2 separate regions of the Gossypium hirsutum genome follow, and region 1 is linked to region 2. Evidence: chromatin contacts called from public Hi-C data. All regions are on one chromosome and are shown on one strand. The core of a region is the stretch at or near the end of the contact, and the rest is flanking DNA. Distances in the headings are between cores, read along the strand shown.

Region 1 (2,700 bases), core at 142-2,641, 220 kb after region 2:
CTAATGATGCAGGAAATTTGTACACCGATAGTTCATCAAATATTTATTCCTTAAAAAATATATTTAAAAGTAGAATGTTAGTTTTATTAACATAAAAATTATAATATTAATTTTATTTGAAAATGTATAAATAAAAAAATTATAGGGATAAAAATTAAGTAAGAAAACCCTAGTAATTAAATTGTGAATATCAAGTCGACTAAGACTGTACGAAAATTGTAGTAATGGTTGATGAAAGGAATTAGAAATGGAAGATACCATGCCCATGCCTTGCCTAGGGACATGCATTTGAAGCATTTCAAGTCACCTCTCCAATGCTCCCCCCTATTACCAAAAAAACATGATCAATACGTACTTTGCCATTAACAAATTTGACTGTACCCATGTGATCTATCCACAGTTTCCATTGTCAAACCACACACTATTCTATATAGTCACGTCTTATTAAAATTGACACCTCATTAATTTTTTAATTGTAATAAAATTGTGAAAATGTGGCATATAATTGATGGTGTTAGTGAGTAATATATAAATGAGTTGGAAAGGTAAAACCTTGAGAACACCAAAGTTGAAGAGTGTGGAGATTAGAGTCAATAATATTAGGGTCAAGAGAAGAAATATAATAATGATTGTAGTTGATAGTCAAAATCTATGGGTAGTAAACATTAGCAATGGGGGTTATAGTATCAAGGTTTGCCTTCCCAACAGTCGTGCCATTTTCTGTAGTAAGCTTTTGCCACATTTCATCAACTTTCACTCTCTCTCAATTAATTTTATTTTAATATTTGGTATGAATCCACTTTTCGTCAAACTATACAACTACCAATTTATGATTGTAGGCATGGAAATCGAATTCAATTCTTTCTAGTTACTAAAAAGGAGAATGATTGAATTAAGATAAAGACTTGTAATTTTCTTCCAATAACACAATTCAAAATCAAAGAAGCTTCTTCTTCTTGAATCAACCATCATTGTCTCAATTGAAAAAATTTTAATGTTGTATGGATATCAAAATTATATTACTAAACCATTATGTCTATATACTCAACTAACAATCTTAACATATGCTGTCACGTCAGTTTATTTTAATAGTATTAAATAGCTTTAAAAAATCAAACTAATTTTCAGGTAAATACAAATTGTCAGAGAACTAAATAATAATAATAATAATAATAATAATAATAATAATAGTAATAGGGGATTGGTGACGAGTGTTGACTTTGCTTTTGTGAAAGGTCCTGACGGCCGACCTTAGCCTGTTTAGAATATAAATTTACATGTCTTCTGTTACATGTAAAATAAATAAATAAAATAAAGAAGAAACTTCTTTTTTTTTTATATATTTTTAAAAAATCTAAATTCGCTTTTCTCCTGCTATAAATAGCCAAGCAAAACCCCAGTCATTTGTTCATTTGCCCCCCTCCATACAAATCTGTATCGAACTCCAAAATTTTCTCTTCTTTCATCACCAAACCAGTTCAATCTTATCCATCCGTTTTGCTTTCTTTCTTAGTTGCATCGAAAAGAACCCAACAAAGATAACATCAAACAACTGACAAAGAAAAGGCAGCAAGCAAGGAAAAAACAATGGTGATACTGTCAAAACCAGCAATTGAACAGTTTAGTTGTATCAGAAACAAGCAGGCAGCTACATTGTTCCCTCCTCTTATCCCTCTTGTGGACCTCTCCAAACCAGATTCCAGGCAGCAGATCATCAAAGCCTGTGAAGAATTTGGGTTCTTCAAGGTCATCAACCATGGGGTTCCCATGGACTTCATTTCCCGGCTAGAATCTGAAGCCACCAAGTTCTTCTCTTTACCCCTTTCTGAGAAAGAGAAAACAGGACAACCCAAGCCTTATGGCTATGGTAATAAAAGGATTGGACCAAATGGTGATGTTGGTTGGGTGGAATATCTTCTCCTCACAACCAACCAAGACCCGAATCTCCTTGGAACTGAAAACCCAGAGAGTTTCAGGTAAATTTTTTTAATTTTTTTTCTTACACCAAGGAATTTGTTTTGTCGGGTTTTTTTACAGCTTTTGAAAACTGTGCTGTTTTTGGTTTTCCAGGATTGCTTTGGATAATTATATGGCAGCAGTGAAGAAAATGGCATGTGAGATACTTGAAATGATAGCTGATGGGCTAAAGATTCAGCCAAGAAATGTGTTGAGTAAGCTGATGATGGATGAACAGAGTGACTCTGTTTTCAGGCTGAACCATTACCCTCCATGCCCAGAGGTGGTTCAGTCCTTGAATGGAACGAGCAGTAATGTGATTGGATTCGGTGAACACACTGACCCACAAATCATTTCGGTCCTAAGATCCAACAACACTTCCGGCCTTCAAATCTCTCTTAGAGATGGCACTTGGATTTCAGTCCCACCAGACCAATACTCTTTTTTCATCAATGTTGGTGATTCCTTACAGGTAAATCCCGAAGCCTACATTCACATCCCAACACGTTAAAACAAGTAATTTTCAATCGTTCATTGGTTACTTTTTCCCTTTTGTTATGGATGAAATCACTTCTGGTCTAGTTTTTGTTCATTTCTTATGAGAATTTGTTCATCAGATAAATATCTGTCATTTCTCACTTACAGTCCCCACTAATCATTATTTTCCCTCACTGCCAAACAGCTTAGCTGTATGTATTAGCTCTCAAACTACCCCCATACATCAAATTCCAAACAACTTTGGGG
Region 2 (2,700 bases), core at 88-2,587:
TCCCCCAGCTGGCACGGTGGATCCGGGATAGGTTGGATGCAGCCAAACTGTCATAGCACCCTATCTCCGTGATACCACTCGACTACGTTGAAATTGATAATTGGTGCGTTAGTGTACCATATGTGGGAATCAACGTATGAGGACGAGGGTACAACGTTTGTGATTTTCGGCCTACGGTATGGCATCCATATAAACTGCATGATAACATTGTAACGAGTTAGAGCCATAACGTGTGAGTAAGATATAGAAATAGAATAGATGTCATGAATATTAGAATAGCAGTTTACCCCTTCCCGGGCATGCTGTTCAATCATCATGCGGTATATCGGGACATCATACGACTTCCCGATGCCTGGACGAACAGTCCACCTATAAAAAATAATATAGGGTTTAGGGTTGGTAACATTAGTCAATATATTATGACTACAAAATAATGACAATTTATATTTTATCACCTGAGTGGCAGTGGATACACATACGGTTGGTGACTAACGGATGCCAAAAACGGTAGCCGATAAAGCGCCCAGGACTATAGCAGTATGAGGCATCAGCCGATGTCATGGACTTTCGGCTTTGTCGCTCGACAAAGCTCCCGGTACAGCATTGCTAGAACGGCGGAACCCCAGCTATACAACCTAGCAGTGGATAGATCAGCTAGTAGGGACAAGTACATCAAATGCACACTGTCACCGTTTGCATCAAGCATGAGTACTGCCCCTATCATATGCATGATGTACGCTCGAGCAGCGCACATCAACTCACCTTCACTGGCATTCGCTGATAATTGTCCAATTTTAGCTTTCAGCCATATAAATTTTATGCCGAAAAAATACGACTCACCGTCCTCTGGCGAGTCTCCCAGGAGTTGATAACAAAGTGCAGCCAGATCCGTAAATGCAGATACTCCCGTTACGGGACTCCCGTCAATTGGAAGCCCAAGCTGCAATGTAACATCCTCCAAGGTCGTCGTGCACTCCCCGCACGGAAAATGAAAAGTGTGGGTCTCCGGGTGCCACCGCTCCACTAGCGCAGATAATATATCAAAGCGCAAGTCAGAGGACCGGATCAATGCTATTGACCTAAATCCGGCTAGCTCCAAGTACGGCATCAATCGTGCATACGGAGCTTTCTTTAAAACACTCACACGGCCCCTTAATACTCGGAACGAGTCCTGATAGTGTTAAATTACAGAAAAATTATTACGATAACATAATTTATTTGTATATACTGCGTATATCCTTTTTAAATAAATAGAACTCGTGATTAGTAAATAATAAATCATACCGCGTTATTAGCCGCAGCAAATATGTGTTCACCGTTTCCAATCAATCGAGCCATTACGATGCCTGCAAGTTGAAAAAAAAGTTAGTAAAAAAATCGAGCCATTTATTCGTATTTTTTTCTCTGCATTTTATTCCTTTAAAAAATATCATAATTTCTAATTTTATAATTTTACATTATTTCAGTGCATAATGTTTGAAATTTATTAAATTTGTGTGTTATTTAAATTAATTTTGTGTAAGAAAACAACCCTTACCCCTGCCATTTGCTCGTATTATTTTCTCGATTTTTATTACTTTCAGTAAAAATATATTATTTTCGTATTTTATTATTTTATATTATTTTAGTACTTTTTTTGAAATATTTTATATTAATTATTTCTTAATTTTAAAAAAAGTTAGTATTACTACACTCTTACTTCCGCCATTTGTTCGTATTTTTTGGTAAATAAAAAAAGTTTATAATATTTTGGTATTTTTTATTTTTTTGTAATATTTTGGTAAAAACCCAAAAAAACCTTTTTCCCTGCCCTTTGCTCGTATTATTATTTTCCCCATTTTTATTACTTTGAATAAAAATATATTATTTTCGTTTTTTATTATTTTATATTATTTAAGTACATTTTGTTTCAATTATTTGTATTGATTATTTCTGAATTTTTTTAAAAATTTACTAATACACTCTTACTTCGGCCATTTGTTCGTATTTTTTTATCCGCATTTTATTATTTTAAAAAATATCGTCATTTTTAATTTTTTCATTTTACATTATTTCAATGCATTATGTTTGAGATTTATTACATATACAATTTTTTTTGCATTTTATTATTTTCGCTGAATATAGAATTCTCGTTTTTTCTTTTCGTATTTAATATTTTCTTAAACATATTTCTTTATCATTTTACTTTTAATGCTATTTTCCTAAAATAACTAATTTCAACTTCCTAAGTAAAATTCACAAAAAAAATCCCTAATCAACATACAATGTACATATCATAACATAAATACGTATAATGTACATAACATCAAAATATATATGCTAAATAAAATATTAAAATACGTATAATTTACATAACATAAATTTTTAACATACAAATATTACAAAAAATTTCCTTTTTTTCCTTTTTTTCCTTCCTTCCCTCTTTTTTTTTCTCTTCTCCTTTCCTTTTCTTTCCTTCTTTTTCTTTCTTTCCTCTCCTTCCTTTCTTTCTTTCTTTCTTTCTTTCTTTCCCTCTCCTTCTTCCCCCCAGCACCGGTCGGCTACCTAAATAAGGCATTGGTGCCGCCAATGCCATTGGCCTGACCCTGGTTCGGTGCAGCCTTTTGCAGGCTTTTTTAGCTTTTTTTTGGTATATTTTGGTAATTTAAAAAAAATAATATTTTGGTAAATAAAAAAAAGGATAATATTTTGGTAAATTTT

What was found. A called contact is a pair of places that touch in the nucleus more often than the background predicts.
Region 1: a Hi-C map of leaf shows a contact between it and region 2, with 1.7 times the contacts expected there. The contact joins the promoter of LOC107918373 here to the promoter of LOC107919231 in region 2. A contact is called at or near these places in 2 of 34 Hi-C or Micro-C datasets (both in leaf).

The regions. Positions count from the first base shown.
Region 1 is chrD13:53,433,441-53,436,140 of Gossypium_hirsutum_v2.1, forward strand. It overlaps LOC107918373 (gibberellin 2-beta-dioxygenase 1), which reads left to right and starts at 1,392. Exons shown (of 3, transcript XM_016847923.2): 1 at 1,392-1,976; 2 at 2,071-2,428. The coding sequence starts at 1,588.
Region 2 is chrD13:53,216,716-53,219,415 of Gossypium_hirsutum_v2.1, forward strand. It overlaps LOC107919231 (protein MAIN-LIKE 2-like), which reads right to left and starts at 1,338. Exons shown (of 2, transcript XM_016848734.1): 1 at 1,285-1,338; 2 at 548-1,171. The coding sequence starts at 1,338. The coding sequence ends at 548.